Regions from separate parts of the Mus musculus genome. Here all the other regions are linked to region 6. Evidence: chromatin contacts called from public HiCAR-type, HiChIP or PLAC-seq and promoter capture Hi-C data. All regions are on one chromosome and are shown on one strand. Each heading gives the region's core, a stretch centred on a gene start, on an enhancer-like site or on the middle of the called end of the contact. The rest is flanking DNA. Distances are from core to core; before and after follow the strand shown.

Region 1 (2,700 bases), core at 41-2,540, 1.3 Mb after region 6:
CCTATGGCATGCTCTTCCATCTCACAGAAATGAGCTTGTTCTCAGATCCAGTCTTCACTGGCTACTTCCTGCTTAGAACACATGACACCTTTCTTCTGTTGGAAAGCTCAAAATTTAAAACTCCACCAGCCTCCCGGTTCAGCATTTTCTCTTCCTCTTGGGCGCAGTGAACTCTGTGGATACAAGGTTAAGAACTCCATGGATTAAAATACTGACATCTAAATGAAAGGTTTATATAATAATACACATTTTACCTGCATATATTTAAAACAGACTAACCCAACCAATAATGTCCCACAGCCAAGACCCAAGAAGGAAACAGGTAGATAAATAATGCGCACTCACACACGCACGCACACACACACACACCACGCACACACAGACATTAAAATGCATAATATATATTAAAATGTAAAGATACATATATAATAAAAGCTACAACATGGTTCAGGTTGGGCTAGAACTTGCTATGTGACCCAGTTAGTCCTCACACTTGTAATCCTCCTGTTTCAGCTTCCTGAACGCTAGGATTAAAGGTTTGTTTATTGAGACTTGATCTCAGAGTATAGCGCCCAGGCCGTCCTCAAAGTGGACCTCCTCCAAGTGCTAAAGTTATAGGTGTGTGCCACCACGCCCAGTGACCCAAGTATCTCAATACTTAAGAAAAATTAGACGGAAATGATTGCTAACTTACAATTTAAGAGAAAAAATAAATCATTGCTGACACACATGCGGAATTTCCTCAAATGAAACTGCAGTTGAGAGCCTCTGACCTCCAAAGAGACGACAGGACTCCAGTCTTACTGAGATGCCGATGAGAGGAGACCTCACTCACCCTGAACCCTCCTTCACAATTACTCCGCTTGAATTCCATATGCCTGCCTTCCATACAACTAGCACGACCCCAGGGCAGCAACACTGAACTGTCTAGGCTCGTGCAAAGAGAAAGTGAAGAGTCTGATTCCACGACAGTGAAACCTAGAAACACAACACACACGCAAGTATTCTGATCCTTCTGGCTCTCACAGCTAAATGCAGTAACTATCACACAAATAACCATCATTAAATACAATACACAGAAACACAACCTTAGGAAGACATGATAGAGAAATAGTCCTCATCAATGAAAAGTAGAAAGGAAATGGGGAGAGGGGCGTCAGAAGAAAAAGAAAACAGATTCCTAGAAGAAGAGCATCCAGGACGGAGAGCACAGCCGGGCAGAGGCCTGCAAGCAGCTTCTCGGGCAGGCGGGCGGGCGGTCACACCAGCAGAATTCCTGGCAGGCGTCCACATCCGGATACTGCATCACTGCTTGCAGGCTGTGGAGTGAGTCCATGGTTACCAGGACAACACTGACAAGCTCCAACAGGCCAAAGACGAGGGTCGGAAGAATGAGTCCTGTCCTAGGGAGGAAATAGCCTAAGTCGATGCAGGAGCTAAAAAGATGCACGGGTACCTGCTTTTCTGACGCCACCCATGTCCTCCTCCTCCTCCTCTGTAATAATAGGCATACTCAGGTGTAACGACTTCTCTTCCTTACGTTCATTCGGAGCGTTACCTAGGAATATTTAGACATAGTGAGAAATGACTGTATACAGAAACAAGGAATGCTGATCTTAGATGTTTTAACACTGAAATTATAGCAACGTAATTATGCATTCTAGACTAGAAATCCTTTAAATGTTTATTTTCTAATTAGCTTACCAAGGCTCCACATGACTATCTCAGCCTTAAATGATCCCTCTCTCCATCTGTCTAATCTTTTAAGTTTTAAGATACATGTGTCCCTGGGCGTAGCTGCATACACCTATAACCTCAGCACTCAGAGGACAGCCTGGGCTACCATGAGATCCAGCCTCAATTAATTAATTAATCAATTAATTAATTAAAATAAAATGCAGGCAGGCAGACAATCAGACGGACCAACCACAGCACTCAAGAAGCGGAAGCAAGAAGATTACAAGTCTAAGATCTAACTGGGCCACAAAGCAAGTTCCAGGTTAACCTGAAATATGTTTTGAAACCCTGTACCTACAAAAACAACAACAAAACCCTCCTCTGCTTTGAAAACTATTCTTTTATTGGGCAAAATAGAGAGAATGAGAAGATACAAAAGTTAGGAGAGATGCCTTATTTGATTGTTACTACATAAAACAGGGCGTCTAGAGGGACTTAATCATGTGGGTTATTTCAACTTTATAACTGAAAGTTGAACAGATTTCCATTTTATTATTTTGAATACAAACACCTTTTCTTTAGCTATACAAGACACAAGCTCACATCCTTCTTTAGTACTATCTGCCCGTGAATTTCCATTTTCAAAAACGCTGGAGTTGGGCTGGGATGTAGCTAAGTCAGTAGCGCTAACCTTAACATGCTCAGGTTCTGTGTTCAATACCCAGCACCTATAGTCCCCAGCACTAGTGAGATGGAGGCAGGAGGACTGGAAGTTCAAGGACAGACAGACATTACAGGAATTGAATCTAGTCAGGCAGATTGAGCAAACATCCCCCCACATTAAATCTACAACCTGCCACCCAGACTTGCCCAGCATTTACCCAGCATCCTCCTCCTGTATGCCGAAATGCCCTTCATGCTTGTCTCCTCCCATCAGTCTCTGTGCTCATTTGCATGTCAGGTGCCCTCTAGTGCCTACAGGCGAGGCTGTTATTCACCACTCCTGACTGGGAGACACCAAAG
Region 2 (2,700 bases), core at 104-2,603, 1.7 Mb after region 6:
AAGTTTTAAACCTCTCACCCCACCACTCCCGCCTCCACCCTCGCCCCCAATCCCCAAGGGAAAAGCTAAACAAAACTCTGCCAGGGTGCAAAGCCATGCACTCACTCTGATCCCTGCCAGTGTAGCTTTTGTACCTCTGGGATGTAATGGATGTGCATGCTGAAACACGTGTGCACGTCTGTGTGGCTGAACCAACATGCATCCATAAACACTATGAATAATACTCGCGAGAATGTATGGCTTTCTCCTAAGAAGTGTTTGAAGCACTTGATTCAAACCATATCCCTTTCATATCGCCCTTTCTCTGCTTTTCTTTATATGAGAGTTGTGATTCCCAAACCCCCTACCCCGGGAGGAGGGGGATGGAACTCTGTATCACTATTGGGCTTCCCCTAAGTGCAAAGTCCAGGTCCACAAAGAGGACGGATTCCCAGAGTCCCACCTGCGCCCGCATACACCCACGGCTGTCGCGTCAACAGTGCAGGCCACCTGGGAAAGGACCGAAGTCTAGAGGGAATTCCTTCCCCTGCAGGGCGATGAGGGAGCGGGACTCTGACGAGTTTCGAAAATTAAAAGGAGGGAAGGTCCAGCAGACATGGAGGAGTGAGGCGATCGCTACTTACCCAGCCCTCGAAGGTGTCCGAGGTACCAGCCGTGCGCAACAGCTCCTGGAACTGCAGCGTGCAGTTGGCCACAAAGTGGTCATAACCCAGGGGCGTCTCGTGGAAGACGGCTAGCTCCAGGTGGCCGCCGTCGGTGACATTGGCGCAGAACTCCTCGTTGTAGGTGGGTTTGTTGGTCTTCTGCTTTGTGCTGGTCTGGCCCACGCGTACCTGGTCTACGCTCACCGTCAGGTAGGGGTCCAGCAGCTGGTGGCCCTTTTTGAAGAGCGAGTGCCGCAGGGACCAGCGGGTGGGCTGCAGCCCTACAGCCTCTCCGATGCGGACCCTCAGATAGCCATTGAACTTCATCGTGCCGGACGACATGCCGGCGCTGCTGCCGGAGCCCCGAGGGGGCCGCGCTGGCTGGCACTGGGGAACCCGGAGCCCGGGCTCAGGGCAGTCCTCTCCGCTGCCACGGGCGTGGAGGCAGCTCTGGGAAGAAGCAGCGCCCGAGCCCCCTGCGACCGGCCATTCCGCCTCCTCGGAGGGATCTTCCCCTCCCCTCCTTCCCTCCCGCCCTTTCTCCTGAGGTGGAAAGGAGGGGAGCCGGGCTCCGAGCCCTCGGCGGGCTGCTGGGCTCCCGATCGTCCTTCTGGAGCGCGCGGGGCTCGCCCCTTCTCCGGGGCCGGCCAGATAGTCTCCCCGGAGAGCAGGAGCGACCCGTCCGGCTAGCTCCAGCTTTGGCGTCTCTGCCCCCGCCTCCGCCCGTTCCTCCTGCCCCCGCCTCCGCGGGCTCACGCTCTCCCCCACTCGGTGAGCTGAGAACCAGGAAGCAGCAGCAGCAGCAGCAACCGCAGCCGCATCCCGGCCAGAGCCGCGCGCCGCCGGGCTCCAAGTTCTCAGAAGCCCGGTGCGGGCTGCCACGCCTTCCGGACCCCGGGGGCGTGGCGCACCGCGGGCAGCACCGCCTTGAGGGGTGGGTGCCGGGGTTACGCGGTGAAGGGGGCCCGCACTCCCCACTCACCCCAGGGGCGGTTCCCGCCCTGAGTGCTCGCGGATCCCTGCTCCCGGTGGCCGGGTTGGCGGTGCGTTTCGGGCTGGAGGCTGCCCTAAGGGGCTGGACAAAAAGAAAGGATTCCAGGCCCACCGCCAGCAAACACCTGAGGCGTGGGAGACAGCCGGGGAGAGAATTGGCAGGACGGGTGGATGCGGAAAATCAGCAGCAGGGAGTTCCTACCTCCCACCCTAAGTAGTGGCCTGGAGACCCTGCCGGAGGGTGACAGAGCCCTAGCCAGAGGCGGGTGTTCTGTGGGGAAGGGGAGGTCCCTTTCCTAATCTTTACCGGAATGGGTCATCCCAGGTTCAGCTTAGACTCATCCTGTTTATGTGCCTTTTCGGCAGAGAGTAATTAGTTGTTTTGTTTGCGTATTTTTTTAATAGGGCAATGGTAATGATGGAAATCCTGTACTCCTTCCTGGGAGAGGTGTGTCACTGCACAAAGAGCAGGAAAGATTGGTTCTGCTGGAGACTGACAAGGCCAAGATGTAATAAGTCCCTTCCTCCGCAAGAGGCGGTTTGCTGGTCCACCTAGTCCTGCATTATAAGGGCAGCAAAGTGTTCACATGCGCCACCCTGACACACAGTGGCTTTCAGCTGCCTCTTCTAGGAACAAACACTCTAGGTTGTTATTGTCAGAGTGGGCAGACCCTAAGTTTACCCATCTCGTGACTTCTACAGGTTTTGTCTCCTAGGAACACCTTTTGGTCTAATCCATTCTACCATAAAGCTTGCTCCCTGAGGGCCAGCCGCAACCAATATGTCTCCTATAAAGTCCAGGCCATTCTTAAGACGCTTAAGGACGCTCACCATACTCGTTCTTACTGAACAGGCTGGTTGGTCGTCTGTCCCCTTTCTAGCACATGGTTTGGCTTGCTGAGAAGGTTCTGGGCAGTTTCTCATTAGGGAGTTGAGACCTCACCAGTAACAGCTTCACACTATAGGATGAGATGGAGAACAATGGGCTGGCCGGATGGGCCTCTCTTGGAAATACCAAGGCTTCCTGAAAGAGTGGGGCAAGGAAGTAGAGGGTCACTTCAGT
Region 3 (2,734 bases), core at 168-2,667, 1.3 Mb after region 6:
CATCACCTGTAGTAATTTACACCTTAATTTGTAATAACTGACAATCTACATAATAGTCTAAATCAATAATATAAAAAGTTCTATTTTATTCAACAAAAGATCTATTAAGATTCCATTCAATCATTTACCCTTTTCAAGAATTTATATGGTATGGTAATTAATACAAACACCGTATTCAAACGTGGGCAAGGTGGTGAATGCCTGACCTTAGAAGGAAGAGTCAGGCAGATCTCAAGGCCAGTCTGGTATAACGGCAAGTTTCAGGCCAGCCAAAGCTACACACAATGAGGGCAAGTCTCAAAAACAAGTAAGGAATACCACATTAATCACATGGCTGTTCTCACTAAGTTCAGTCTAAGGGAGAAATCAAAGAGTAGTAATAACTCTGAACATTAATTTCACACGTCGAACCAGCTAATATATTGATTCATTTAATTCCCACACTATCATGATCTAGTTTACAGACAAAAAGGGTTGTCTCAGATCTGGGGGAGGGGGACTGGAGAGCTGTATTCAAATCCTGATGCCCAAGACCCATCATCTCCACTCTTCACCGTTATCCAAGACTGCGTCTCTAATTATGAAATATACTCTAGACGGTGAGATAAGCCCTTCGTGCTGGGGGTAGACAGAACTCGAGCCTCTCACTTAGTCCCGAAGGCCAAAAGAATTCCCTAAAGAACTGTCATTTGGGTTCAAAAATGACTGACGAAGTGGACAAGCAAAAGGAGATGGAAAATTCCCAGGCTAGGAAACGCCAGTGGAGTACCAAAAGCAACTCGAGCCAAGAGAGTGAGTGCAAGGTGTGGGCACTGGAGATGAGGCTGGGGACAGAGGTAAAGGCAGCTACTGGCTTGAATCTAGGCTTTATCCAACTAAAGGCGATACACAGAGATTCAAACCTGCACTTGCAACGTCAGTTGTTGCATGCTAAATGAATTCGTTCGTAGAGGACCCTGTGTCGGTGGGAATACTTTGTTTCTAACCGCGGATTCATTCGGCAATCAAGATTGGAGGAGGTTTGGCCTCGGATGGAGGCGGTGGAGATGCAGAGGGCCGAGCCAGCAGAGTGCAAGGGCGACCCACGGAAACCGCCAAGGCGGAGGTCGGGGATGCAGGCTGCGTTCCCCACAGGAGAGACAGGGTAGGAGGACGAGGCACACCCACCAGAAGATGGTCGCGAACTTCATGCTGCGCCAGAGCTCCGTGAAGTCCTCGAAGCGCACGCTGTCCATCTCTTGGAAGCGGCTGAGCAGCGTCTCGTAGTCAGTCTGCAGGCCCGGAGGGATCCCCACGCCTTCAACAGTTCCAGCGCCCGTGGGACGGGTCCCGGCGCCCGCAGGAGTCCCCATGCTCACTCTCTCCCGGACCCGGCTTCCCCAATGCCCAGAAGGCCCTGTAGCACCGCCCCAGTCACGTCACATCACGTACGCGCACTCCGTGACGTACTATCCGGGACCTCAAGCCCCGCCTTCATCCGGGTCTTACCTGGCGCCTGTGGCGCTTCTTGCGCGTGCGTAAATGCAAGGTGATTTTAGTCTAGGAAGCCGAACTTGGTGTGATACACGCCTTTAATTTCAGTGCTTGAGAGGCAGAGACAGGAGGATTTCTGTGATTTACAAGCCTGTCCGGTGTATGCAGCGAGTTTCAGGTCTACATAGAGAGACCCTCTAAATAAATAAATAAATAAGACCTTCAAATTAGATAAGTAGGTAGATAAAACAATAGTAGTGCCTGCTAACTATTAATCAATAGGACATGAAGACTCGATTTCTCTCTCTCTCTCTCTCTCTCTCTCTCTCTCTCTCTCTCTCTCTCTCTCTCTCTCTCTCTCCCTCCCTCCCTCCCTCCCTCCCTCCCTCCCTCTCTCTCTCTCTCTCTTTCTTTCTTTCTTCTTTTTTTTTTTTTTTCCGAGAAAGGGTTTTCTGTATATCCCTGGCTGTCCTGAAACTCATTCTGTAGATCAGGCTGGCCTAAAACTCAGAAATCCGCCTGCCTCTGCCTCAACTAACAGCCCCCAAAAGGATTTGAGGTCTTCATTGCCTCCTGACTTATGTAAACTACACTTAGCCTGCCAGTCTTCTTTAAAGTGACTCTACAGTAGCAACCACCCTAACCTCCCTCCACGTGGGAAGATGATCTAAAGAGAACTTGTTAGGGAAGGAACTCCCGTGGTTCTTCCTCATTGCCAAGATCCCCTACAGTCTATGCTTACTTGAGTGATTAATTTGTGGCTCTCCAAGTAATATGCAACCACTCTGGGCAGCAGTTGCTGTTTCCTACCGTTGTTGCCTCTGACAATCTAGCACACTGTCTGATATACTGTTTGGCTAAAGTAGCTCTCTAGAAATCCCACTTTTTAGCTTCTCCCAGGGGCTTGTTACGGGTTAGCATTCTGTATTTGAACTGTATTTCTGTTTTGAAGGCACACTAATCTTTAGAAAAGGTATTCTGGGATGTGCTTGTATGGATGCATTTATTTTATTGTTTGTAATGGTTTGTTTGTGTGTGTGTGTGTGTGTGTTTTCATGAACACACCTCCTGGCCCATGTGGAGGCCAGAAGTTGATGTCCAGTGTGTATACATATATTTTAGTTGTAGTGGGTTTTTTGGTTTGTTTTGGGTTTTTTTTTGTTTTTTTGAGACAGGGTTTCTCTGTATAGCCTTGGCTGTCCTGGAACTCACTTTGTAGACCAGGCTGGCCTCGAACTCAGAAATCCGCCTTCCTCTGCCT
Region 4 (2,700 bases), core at 174-2,673, 1.6 Mb after region 6:
AAACCTCAAAGCTAGAGTCCCCTAATCTTTTTTTTAACCCACTTTTCTCTTTGATTACTTATAATTCTATCTTTTTAATGATGTGCTGTCAGCAGGTAGATGTTTCCCCCAGTATTGAATACCATAACACTAAAGACACTTGATGTTACAGAGAAGGAGGCACTGCCCATTCTGGGACTGTCACATAGCCTGGCTCCAGATCTCACAGCCATCCAGACATGGCTGCTTCCCAGCCTCCAACCAAGGATGTGGGCCAGAAAGACAACACTAAGAACTAGGAAGCAGCAGCTAAGGCTCTGATGGACAGCATCAGCTGGATGTCACTTGGGGAGGTTGCAGGACAAAACACAGCCAGGGCAAGAAAACCACTCCACCCATTCCCAAGCGTCCCGAGGAAGGAGCTGTCTGCTGCAGAAAGCAGGAGATGAACTCACAACCCTGGACACGTGCTGCAGTCTAGGGAAGTGGAGAACCCCAGGCACTGGCACCTTCAACCCCATTTAGAGATAAGGAAGCAGAGGCCGGTGGCTTCTGACCAGCTGTCCCGATTGGACACCAGCCAGGGGCGTACCCTAGGCATCTGGATTCTGAGATTCTTGCCAGACCAGATTGATAGGAAGCTGATTTTAAGGGGAGGTGGGGGGTGAGTCCGTTCTCTTGCTTCATGATATACATGCATGCTCACTGTTTTGAGCCCTAACTGTGTAGACTCTAGTTGGGGAGATAAAATGCCTTTTTTAAAGCACAGCAGACTTGTTCACTGGATTTGCTGAGATTATGTCCCCCTAGACTCTCATTTGAGCTCATTGCACCGGAATAACTTGCAACCTACAATACACAGCCAGAGGCAAAGGGCTCACCGAGGTTGGAGAAATATTTCCGGGTTGGAGACCCATCCCTGCCAGGGTCTTGGCAAGCTCCACGGCATTCACCCCGCAGTTTGGGGCCACGTTCGCCTGACACCGAATATGTACATTCATCTTACATACTGGAGGGAAGAGAAGAGAATCCAGGTTCACAAACGTGCTTGCAGGGAACATCGGTAGCCTAACGACTGTGACAGAAGAACGATACGGGCAGCTGGCAGTGTGATCTCACAAGATTAAACTCGCATTTAGAACAAGTCCTGGCATTTTCCCTGCTTCTGATTAGTGCAGAGGCAGAAATGCTAGAGCATGAAAGAATAGCAGGCTTCGAATAATAGATTTTGACTCTCTTCACCGTGGCTCGAGAGGATAGACTCATCTAAATCACACGTAACAGTTGCCTTGGCAGCAAGACACGATACAGAGATGAAGATGCTCATCACAGAGACCATCACGGGGCGGTTAGATAACAAAGGATCATGCTAACTGACTGCACTCCCTCTTGCCATTAAATAAAGGCAGCAGTCTCCAGGCTGCAGCTTGGTCACTGTTCAAACAAGGTGGAAATGGGTTTCTGAAGGGTTTATGCACCTTCTTTCCGGGTACTGCTGTGGTTGGGTGGTACTCCTAGCCCACAAAGAACATCCGGTAGGGCTGTGGTTCTAACTGTTTTATAGGGAAGAAAAAAAATAGCAAACTTTGAAGTGTTTGAAGGTCAGGGTTAATGACATTTGGAGAAGGGAGCAAAGCAAGCTACATTTCTTGTTATCTGTGAAGCTCCCGGGACAATGACAGCTCCCAGGTTTAATCGGCAGACATAAATTACTATCATGTTTCTTGAAGTGGGTCCTGCTGACAGAAGGCCCGGCTGAAGCCTTGTGCAATAAATGTCTCTTCGATGGAGCCACTCCGTCTTTGGAGACACAGAACAACCTAGACGTTATGGGGATTGCGTTTGTCCTTTGGGAAGCTTTCTTTATGAAAACGGACACCGCGTGAAGCAGAGAGAGGCCCTGATGCTTAAGCTCCATTAGCTTCATGGGAAATCGACTGGTATAGAGAGATGCAAACGACAAAGGCCTTTTAGAAAAGCCCTGTGGCAATAAAACCAAAAGTTGAAGGAGTCAAGTCACTGCAGGTCTGCTGCTCTGGGGCACCCGGGAACAGAGGGCTACAGGTGATCCCTATGTGTGGATCTGTACCCTAGCCGGAAATACAGGAAAACGGAAGTGGCTCACTCCCCGTGAGAGCCTGAGACCAGTAGCAAGCAACACCTCAGGCAAAGCTGCTGCTTCACTTAAGCTTGCTGCTGCTTCAGGTGAATGAAAAACGGTGCCACAGGGCCAGAGAGATGGGCTGTTTGTGCTGGTTTTCTTCTTACCCCAGGCTGCTCTGGGCCTCACTATGTAGATCGACCCTTGGTGCTGGAATTAGAGGCATGAGTTACTACGCCTTGCTAGAATTTGGTCCCTTTTGCTGACAGACAGTTTGACTGTCCCAGACAGCCAACGAAAGTTGTCATCCTAGTGTGTGTCTCATAAGGCTTCAGGTGCACCCCAGATAATCACATACTCATGGAAAATGACTCCGGGCCAATAGCTCCACAACCCCTAACAAAACAGGTGCTGGCCTTTACCCCACTCAGAGCCTTTGAAAAGGCAAGAGCTCCAAACAGCACCGTGTGCAGTTGGTGAGGTGCCAGCCACCATCAAAGCTTCAGCTCTCGCTCTTTGCCCTACCAGCTTCTTCAGTCACACCACAGGACTCTTGCAGACAACCCACGCAGCTCCTGCTAATGTGACAGCTCAACTGCTCCCTACTTCTGATGAGAGCC
Region 5 (2,700 bases), core at 87-2,586, 1.8 Mb after region 6:
ATAACAGCCGGAGAGTGCCTTATTAGACTACTAAGATTCCAGTTTGGCCTAATTGCCATTTCTTCTACATTGTTCGGCACAGGGCTGAAGACTTGGAAGACAACATTAAAAATATTTCCAACAGCTCTTAGTTTTCCAAGTCTCTTTGGATTTGGATAAACGGGTATGCACGAATAACAGAGAAAGCACTTAAGCTATTCACACTGTATGAGCTGCAGGAGTGTACTTCTGTACCTAAGGAAGATTCCATGCATAGCCCCCTGTGCCCTTGTGTATTCTAACCAACCCCGAGACAAACAAAAACAACAAACAAACCAGCCCCAAGGCCCAGGCTGGTTGGAGTTTTCATACAGCCTATACATCCTTCTAGTTCAACTAGGACCAAACACGCAAATGTCCTTGGCTGTGGATATCAGCGAGGCCCTCCAGGGCCTTGGGTCGGGCCTTTCTCTAATCAAGAAGATCTGAAAAGAACATCACATTCAGGCCACAGCATTTTTTTTTCTCATTGGTGGTTCCTCCCACCAGCTAGAGAAGACATTCAAAGGCTGCAAACTCTCCCAGTCATTGATTCTTAATAAATCATTTTATTTTTACAGAACTTTTCACCTTTTGTAGTTATTAAACCAGACTGGAGCATTTGGCTAGGAACTAATCCCCCCCTTACATAAAAAGGGGAGAATAAGAACTCCACGTTGAAATTGATACAGCTACCACAATGTAACTCCCAGGGCACTGTATTTTGTGCTTGAAAACTAAGTGAAACCCTACTTAAGACTCACCCTTTTCCTTAAATAACGAGGATTAACAGCCTTAACGAGGTAATAAATAATCAAGCCAACAGAACCCCACCCTGGAGCAAGCTCTGGGGTGGAACTTTCTTGTTTAAGTCAGGCTTGTGATCTGGGGAAAGTTGCTCGGGCCCTGTGGAAGGAGACAGGAACCTGACCAAAGAGATGACCCACTCTGAGCCCATCACTTGCCCACGGAGGAGCGGGAGAGCTGGGAGGAGGAGGGGAGGAGAAGTGGGAGGAGGGAGAGAAGGAGGAATAGAGAGGAGGAGGAGTCAGACAGGGAGGATCGAAGGGCCAGAGCCTGGTGTGGTGAGGAGCCTCGCCCTGCTCACCTGGGAAGGGCGCCATGCAGGGGCGGAGCCAGTCCCAGGTCACCTGGGCGGTGGCGGAACTGAGCAGTCCCGGGGCAGAGGCAGCGCGCCCCGCAATCGGCCTCACCTGCGTGGGGGGCGGGGCTGGCGCACCTGCGCGGGCGGGCGGGCTGGGGGCGGGGCCGGGGAGCAGCCGTCGAGCTGAGCAGGCGAGCGGAGGCGGGAGGCTCGCCGCTGATCCTGGGTTGAGAGTCGGCGGCCGCAGGCCCCGGCTGAGATCCCCGCCATGACCTGGAGCGCCACGGCGCGGGGCGCGCACCAGCCCGACAACACCGCCTTCACTCAGCAGCGCCTCCCCGCCTGGCAGCCGCTGCTGTCGGCGGGCATCGCGCTGCCGCTCTTCTTCTGCGCCGGCCTGGCGTTCATCGGCCTGGGCCTGGGCCTCTTCTACTCCTCCAACGGCATCAAGGAGCTGGAGTACGACTACACCGGCAACCCCGGCACCGGCGATTGCTCGGTGTGCGCCGCCAAGGGCCAGGGCCGCGCTCCGCCGCCCGGCTGCGCTTGCTCCTGGAGCTTTACGCTGCCCGAGCTCTTCCCGGGCCCCGTGTACCTCTACTACGAGCTGTCCAACTTCTACCAGAACAACCGGCGCTACGGCGTGTCCCGCGACGACGCGCAGCTCAGCGGCCTGGCCAGCGCGCTGCGCCACCCGGCCAACGAGTGCGCCCCCTACCAGTTCCGCTCCGACGGTCTGCCTATCGCACCGTGCGGCGCCATCGCCAACAGCCTCTTCAACGACTCCTTCTCGCTCTGGCACCAGCGCCAGCCCTCGGACCCCTTCGTCGAGGTGCCGCTCGATCGCACCGCCATCGCCTGGTGGACCGACTACCACGTCAAGTTCCGCAACCCGCCGCTGGTGAACGGCAGCCTGGCGCTGGCCTTCCGCGGCACGGCGCCGCCGCCCAACTGGCACCGGCCGGTTTATGAGCTCAGCCCGGATCCCAACAACACCGGCTTCATCAACCAGGACTTCGTGGTGTGGATGCGCACCGCGGCGCTGCCCACGTTCCGCAAGCTCTATGCGCGCATCCGCCAGGGCAACTACTCCGCCGGTCTGCCCCGGGGCACCTACCGTGTCAACATCACCTACAACTACCCGGTGCGCGCCTTCGGCGGCCACAAGCTCATCATTCTTAGCAACATCTCTTGGATGGGTGGCAAGAACCCTTTCCTGGGCATCGCCTACCTGGTCGTTGGCTCCCTCTGCATCGTCATGGGCTTTGTCATGCTGGTCGTCTACATTCGCTACCAGGACCAGGACGACGACGACAACGATGATGAGTGATCCTGCTTCCCAAGAAACCCTGCCTGCTTCTTGGCCAAGCCGCTTTTAGCGGTGGCCTTTGTTCCTAACACAACTTCAGGCCCACAGATCTGTTGTGGAAGATGGGCCTGGTGAAGGGAATTACCCGCCACGGGACTGTTCTCAGGTTCTGGACTGCAGAGTGACACATCTTGCCATTTTCCCCATCTTCTCCATGGCTTACCGACTTGACACGCCAGGTCCTTAAGATTCCTGGATTGGAACTCAT
Region 6 (2,728 bases), core at 173-2,672:
TGACATCACCACAAACCTTCAAACCCTCAAACACTAAAACTCCCCTGAAAGGATTAAGTTGTGACTACAGCATCGGGGTGATCACGGTTTAAAATACTAGATACTCAAATTTGTCTTTTCAGGACATAGTTGAAAACGATTTAATTGCATTTGAATTTTTTACTTTAAAAAACATAGCCATCTTTTACTTAATTTTCCACTTAGTATTTAAAAGCGTGGGACACTTTTCTCCTTATCTACCATCCCAGAAGAGTGAAAGTACAAAATTTAAGCCCCAAGTAATCCAGGAAAAAAAAAAAAGAAGGTTTTATTAGCTGGTTCTATTAGCCGTTTGATCATGACTAGCATGGAGTAGAAAAAGTTTAGAGAGTAGAACACTTTCCATGTGTCTAGCGGTGATTTTTTTAAAATGGAATATTTTGCAATACACTACACTTCAAAAAAAAATAATTACCGTGAAAAGTTGAAGAAAGTTTAGGCAAAAATGTTGAGAAACATTTCTGGAGGATATTTCCCCAGGATTGCACATTTGTTTCAATAGGAGAAGCATGTGAATGGATGTACAGGGTCTCCGCAGGATCCTAGCACCATTCTTGATGGAGTTACCTGGTACCTGCCAGATCCACATCAGTCTGTGACTTTCTGGCGAAAGCCAGGTCCCTCTGAACGCTAGGTAGCTGTGCCCAGAACCCCACCGCTCATCTAGACGGAGTTGGTCCCCACGCTTTCCTACCTGCGTAGTGGTCAAACACAGTGGGCACGTATTCCTCTGGGAAGGCGTCGTTGGCGTAGCTCATCAGCAAGCAGGTCTTCCCCACCGCGCCGTCCCCGACCACCACGCACTTCAGGATCCTGTTCTCCTCATGTCCATTGCAGCCGCAGCTGCTGTCGGTCCTCTCTCTGCAGCTCATGTTGGCGGCTCCCGCAGCAGCTGCTGGGGCTTCTGCAGTGCATGGAGCGGTGGCACCGGCCCCAGGCTGGAGCTCAGGCGGCCTGACTCTGGCTGGCCGGGCTCTCCCAGGCACAGCCCAGACACACTCGAGCCCCGCAGCTCACCATGCTGGAGAAGGAAGGCACTCTTGGGAGGAGGGATGAAAAGGGTCTGTCCCTTTCTCCCAATCCCAACGGAGAAGTGGAGTTGGGGGTAGAGCTGGAGTTAAGAAACTCTCATGTCCATAGACTTCCCGGGACTTCCTGGCAGTCTAGAAATATCAGCAGCCCGTGAGAATCTCACTCTACCCTCCCCATCCCCAGCCTGGCTAATGACACGGTGGGATTTGGATAACTCCTGCCCGGTTTTCCACCACACAACTAATATGGAGGAGAGAAGGGCTTTTAAACGGAGTTTCCCCCCCCTCGCTTCCTCCAGCTTGCCGAGTGTCAGGAAATCGTGGGTTTCCTGCTGCATTCCATATTAGGATCAGTGGGCCGGGGAAGGCGGCAACAATGGGGCTCTGTGCGTGTGTTTGGACTTCTGGGGAACCAGGCCAGGACACGGAGAGGGGAAAACACTAGGGGTCCTGCAGCCAGCTTAAGCTGTCAAACTTCCTGCTTTATCCCCTGCTAGCTAGCCAGGCTGCTGGCTTGTGGCTGGGAAGAAGCCAAAGAAGAAAGGATGGAACCCGGGGAGCAGTGTCTGCCGCGGAAACTAGGGAGAGGACTGAGTTTGAGAGCTTGAGGGAGCTGAGAGGACCTCATAGGGATTGCAGGCTAACATATGACGTCATCCTCCCTCCCTGACTCACCAGTTCAAATCGACAGTTTTTTTTTCCCTTAAACGAGAATCTCAAGCAATTCTTTTCCGCAACAAGGAAGGAAATCTTCCAGAGTCACACGATTTTGAAGAGGGGGGAACGTTGTGCAGGTTGTAGGTATATTATGAGTGACCAAGTTTACAAGTCTGTGTTTGAGCACAATGCTCAAATATACATTTCAGACTCCCCAAAACAACCCCAATGATTTTTTTTTAAACAGAGGAAATCAATCAGATATTGGGCTCAATCAGATATGCTGAGCTCAGGACTCACACTTTTGGAAGTGAGAGAGAGAGGCACATAGTGTGGCCTTTTGGCTTGGTTAGAGTCTCTAATGCTGTGTATGCATAGAGGCTTCTCCTTTTCTTCGAATCATCTCCCCCTGGGTAGGCCCAGCTCTCCTCAATGACACAGGCGCATAGCAGCCAGTTTGGTGCCTGAGAACGAAGCCCCATTTGATAATGGACAACGTGAACCTACAAATGATTTTGACGAATGGGTTAAAGTAAAAAAAACCCTTTGCTTTCCTATGAGATTTTGAAGATTGCAGATTATCTAAGGGCTTTGAGCGGTTTCACTGTGGCCGGGACGGGGAAAAGTCAGCTTTAGTGACTGTCAGTAACTTAGGTACCTACAACTCATGTGCATGCTGTCAAGGTACAGAGTCCACACCTCTTCTGTTTTGAATAGAGTAAAACTTGCCATGATGCTTGGTGCCCCAACATTTCTTTCCTATGAAAGAAAAACATTTCAATTAGGTATAGAGTGTATCAGGGATGTTATGTTACCATAACAATAATCCCCAAAGTTCAGAATTCGAAATAACTTTCTCTTTCTTCCTTCCTTCCTTCCTTCCTTCCTTCCTTCCTTCCTTCCTTCCTTCCTTCCTTTCGTTCTTTCTTTCTTTCTTTCTCTCTCTCTCTCTCTCTCTCTTTCTTTCTTCTTCTTCCTCCTCCTTTTCCTCTTCCCTCTTC
Region 7 (2,700 bases), core at 122-2,621, 1.4 Mb after region 6:
TGTGCTGGCGGCAGGGGTCGATCTTACCACCACTAGCTGTACTCAATTCTAAAATGTTCTCCTTAGACTCAAACCACAAGATGTTTCATAAACTTACACTGAATTCTCATGGAAGATTTCACACTTCAGATGTATGGTTTTTGGAAACAATTCTTTTCAGGTGTTCCAATAAATTTTCAGTATTTTAACCGACGGCTTTCATCATATATAGCCCCCACTCCATGAAATTACCGGCCTAAATTTAACCAAAACTATCCGTAAGTTATTTTCAGGAGTGAACGAGGCAGCCACATATTGATACATAACGTCTGGGCTCTCCTGACAGGTGATGCAAACACAAGTTTGTAGAAATTGGAAGTTGTTTACAATGATGCCATTTTCCTAAATTCCCGTTACTCTGATGGAGGCAAGTTTTTCCAGATTACAACCAAACCCGCACGTGCAAACTAGAAAGTTAGCGTCTTCGGGCCCCCAGAAGAAACTCCCTAACCTACAAAGGCAACGGCGGCCGCGGCGCAGCGAGGCGGCTCGGGGGAGCCCCGGGTCGGCCTCGGAGGGCCTCGACCCCAGGAAGCTGGCAGCGCGCACAGGGTCCGCCCGGGGCCCGCTGCTCGCGGCTAACGCGGAGGACGGGGAGGGAAGGCGCGGGAGCTAGAGGCGTACTCGGCCCTGGCCGGCTCGGCCGGATGGGCGCGCGGGGCAGGCTGGGCTGCGACGGCGCGGGGCGGGTGTCCGGGGCGGAGACCCCAGCCCCGCCGAGCGCAGGGCCCGCGACTCCCACCCCCAGCGCCAAGATGGCGACGTGGACCGCGGGGGAGCCCGGCGCGTGAGGCTGGGGGGGACGGAAGGGGAGCGGAGACAAAAAAAAAAAAAAAAAAAAAGCCAGTCCACGGAACGCGGCGGCCCGGCTTACTTTTTCTTCTCGTTCTCGCCGCCGGCGCCCTCCATGGCGAATCGGTGCCCGCGTTGTCTTCCCGGCCGGCGGCCCCCGGGCTCGCTCGGGCCTAAACGCCGGCTCTGTCCGCGCGCGCGGAGAAAGAGACAAGTCCAGAGGCGGGGTGGGAGGCGGGACGCCCCCCGGGACGGCGAGGCGGGAGCTGCAGGCTGCGCTCGCTGAGCTCCGGCTCGGGTTCCTAGGCGCTCCTCCGGCTAGCTTGTCAAGGCCTGGCTAGACACTGCCCGCGACGGCGGCGAGGACAGTCCTCGCGTCCCCTCAGCCGAGGAGGCTCTGTGCACTGAGGCGCTGAAGCAGCGGCAGGGGGCGGGCAAGGGCGGAGGCGCGCTCGGGCGCGCGGCGAGGGGAGGGAAAAGCCGAGGGGTGCGCGCGCCCGCTCAGCACCCAACGCGCGCGCCCGCGGGCCCGCCTCACCTGAGCGGAGGCGGGTTCCCGGAGAGCCAATGGTGAAGGACGCAGGCGGCCAGGCCCCACCCCAGCCCACGTTGCTCTCAGCCAATCAGGAGGAGGTCAGCTGAGCCCCAGCTGGGACGAGCTGCCCCGCTCACGTGCTTGTCTGTGTGCAGCTAGGGAGGGAAGAAAAAGGGGCGAGCGACGGGTGCGGCTGAGCCCAGGTCTGGGGGTGGGGGGGTCTCTGCACCTTCAATGGAAAGCTGCGTCTGGCTTTGGGAGGCGCTGCTGGAGCGAGTGGGCTGCCAAGCTTGGGTCCGAGCCTGGCTCGCACCGCCCCGGCTCTCTATAGAGTTCTCTGAGGCTCGCTTACTCCTTAGCTGCGTGGCTGGACCCGGTCGCCGCCCATCCCGCCCGAGTTTCCAGTTGAAAAAAAAAAAGCCAACTTTGCGTTCTGGCAGCCAGCCCCCCTGATGTTAGAGTGGGGTCCCTCCTTCCCAGGTGACCGACACCACTCAGTCTCCAGTCTCCGCTCTTTGCTACACAACAAGGGAAGTCTCCAAGTGATTAAGATTTTCTGGGCCAAAGTTTGACTACTGAGCAAATGCAGATAAAAATATAAAACAAATCCGTCTTGCCAAACCTCTCAAGGGGAGGGAAGTTGCAGGGCCATTTAAAAATAAACTATCTTAAGCATTTACAAATAAACAACAGCTTCAATAAGTGAGAGCACAAGCCTGAATTTGACAAGACAGGAAAAGGCATTGAATAGACTTATTTTGCTTTCATGTTGCTTTAAAAACTGACAAAGATCATCTTAAATGGATGCAGAAAAGGTGCAAGAATTGTTTCAGACTGAGTTTAGTTCACTGTTTAGACTGAAAGAAGAACAAGTCCTTCAACCTACAGACCTTGACAGGACTGCTCACCGGCTATGCTGGGAGCTATGGATTAAAGCCATCATTTTTAGTCGGTCTTTGGAAGCATAAATGTTAGGTCTGTGGGTATGGTGTGTGTTTGTTTTAAAAGTATTCCAAGCCCAACAAAGGAACACTTCGTGCCCGTGTGTGTACACACACACACACACACACACACACACACACACACACGTGTTATAGACACAACTGAGTCTGAATCTGGGGTCTCTGAAACTGACCTGACACTAGACTGTTTAGTATCTCTTCTTTGCCTTGTTAGTACATTGTTACAATCTAACTTTGGGTTGTATAATAATGTAGATATCTATGGTACATTTAAATTGCATTCAAATCCAAAAACAATGCCCTCTAGAAATACACATAATGTCCAGGTCTAATAAGACAATAAACAATGCATGAAGCAACTCAATACTCATA

Evidence for each region. Promoter capture Hi-C pulls out the DNA fragments that hold promoters and counts their contacts. HiCAR-type assays count read pairs that join an accessible place to other places. HiChIP or PLAC-seq counts read pairs in DNA pulled down with a chosen protein or histone mark.
Region 1: a HiCAR-type map of astrocytes shows a contact between it and region 6, with 4 times the contacts expected there. The contact joins the enhancer-like site here to the promoter of Rhoj in region 6. A contact is called at or near these places in 4 of 39 promoter capture datasets (embryonic stem cells, liver and stem cell-derived epiblast-like cells) and 2 of 115 datasets of contacts at active chromatin or transcription factors (astrocytes and stem cell-derived neural progenitor cells).
Region 2: a HiCAR-type map of astrocytes shows a contact between it and region 6, with 5 times the contacts expected there. The contact joins the promoter of Prkch here to the promoter of Rhoj in region 6. A contact is called at or near these places in 4 of 39 promoter capture datasets (embryonic stem cells, liver and stem cell-derived epiblast-like cells) and 1 of 115 datasets of contacts at active chromatin or transcription factors (astrocytes).
Region 3: a promoter capture Hi-C map of hematopoietic stem and progenitor cells shows a contact between it and region 6. The contact joins the promoter of Snapc1 here to the promoter of Rhoj in region 6. A contact is called at or near these places in 8 of 39 promoter capture datasets (cranial neural crest, embryonic stem cells, hematopoietic stem and progenitor cells and 4 more), 3 of 115 datasets of contacts at active chromatin or transcription factors (astrocytes, bone marrow-derived macrophages and embryonic forebrain) and 1 of 9 other capture datasets (embryonic stem cells).
Region 4: a contact with region 6 is called in a promoter capture Hi-C map of hippocampal neurons, with 5 times the contacts expected there. The contact joins the enhancer-like site here to the promoter of Rhoj in region 6. A contact is called at or near these places in 5 of 39 promoter capture datasets (cranial neural crest, hippocampal neurons, maxillary cranial neural crest and 2 more) and 2 of 115 datasets of contacts at active chromatin or transcription factors (acute myeloid leukemia and astrocytes).
Region 5: an H3K4me3 HiChIP or PLAC-seq map of embryonic forebrain shows a contact between it and region 6, with 4 times the contacts expected there. The contact joins the promoter of Tmem30b here to the promoter of Rhoj in region 6. A contact is called at or near these places in 1 of 39 promoter capture datasets (hippocampal neurons) and 1 of 115 datasets of contacts at active chromatin or transcription factors (embryonic forebrain).
Region 7: a HiCAR-type map of astrocytes shows a contact between it and region 6, with 4 times the contacts expected there. The contact joins the promoter of Hif1a here to the promoter of Rhoj in region 6. A contact is called at or near these places in 2 of 39 promoter capture datasets (embryonic stem cells and hippocampal neurons) and 1 of 115 datasets of contacts at active chromatin or transcription factors (astrocytes).

What each region holds. Positions count from the first base shown.
Region 1 is chr12:73,981,336-73,984,035 of GRCm38.p6, reverse strand. Snapc1 (small nuclear RNA activating complex, polypeptide 1) reads right to left here. Exons shown (of 10, transcript NM_178392.5): 9 at 1,457-1,558; 10 at 1-173. The coding sequence ends at 139. Among named protein-coding and RNA genes, the nearest start is that of Syt16, 15 kb to the left of the region's middle. Within about 2 kb of position 1,290, at least 57 of the 459 cell types and tissues checked have an H3K27ac peak or open chromatin away from gene starts, as enhancers often do. A contact at or near this core is called in astrocytes, where this site is marked.
Region 2 is chr12:73,583,449-73,586,148 of GRCm38.p6, reverse strand. It overlaps Prkch (protein kinase C, eta), which reads right to left and starts at 1,353. Exons shown (of 14, transcript NM_008856.4): 1 at 624-1,353. The coding sequence starts at 986. LOC115488016 (collagen alpha-1(I) chain-like) reads right to left here and starts at 2,471. Exons shown (of 3, transcript XM_030247047.1): 1 at 2,382-2,471; 2 at 1,840-1,938; 3 at 1,014-1,719. The coding sequence starts at 2,471. The coding sequence ends at 1,054.
Region 3 is chr12:73,963,180-73,965,913 of GRCm38.p6, reverse strand. Snapc1 (small nuclear RNA activating complex, polypeptide 1) reads right to left here and starts at 1,417. Exons shown (of 10, transcript NM_178392.5): 1 at 1,168-1,417. The coding sequence starts at 1,352.
Region 4 is chr12:73,698,469-73,701,168 of GRCm38.p6, reverse strand. It overlaps Prkch (protein kinase C, eta), which reads right to left. Exons shown (of 14, transcript NM_008856.4): 7 at 861-988. Among named protein-coding and RNA genes, the nearest start is that of Gm34189, 82 kb to the left of the region's middle. Within about 2 kb of position 1,423, at least 52 of the 459 cell types and tissues checked have an H3K27ac peak or open chromatin away from gene starts, as enhancers often do. A contact at or near this core is called in hippocampal neurons, where this site is marked.
Region 5 is chr12:73,545,031-73,547,730 of GRCm38.p6, reverse strand. It overlaps Tmem30b (transmembrane protein 30B), which reads left to right and starts at 1,336. Exons shown (of 1, transcript NM_178715.3): 1 at 1,336-2,700. The coding sequence starts at 1,392. The coding sequence ends at 2,453.
Region 6 is chr12:75,307,007-75,309,734 of GRCm38.p6, reverse strand. Rhoj (ras homolog family member J) reads right to left here and starts at 1,422. Exons shown (of 5, transcript NM_023275.2): 1 at 734-1,422. The coding sequence starts at 911.
Region 7 is chr12:73,906,538-73,909,237 of GRCm38.p6, reverse strand. Hif1a (hypoxia inducible factor 1, alpha subunit) reads right to left here and starts at 1,371. Exons shown (of 15, transcript NM_010431.2): 1 at 914-1,371. The coding sequence starts at 948.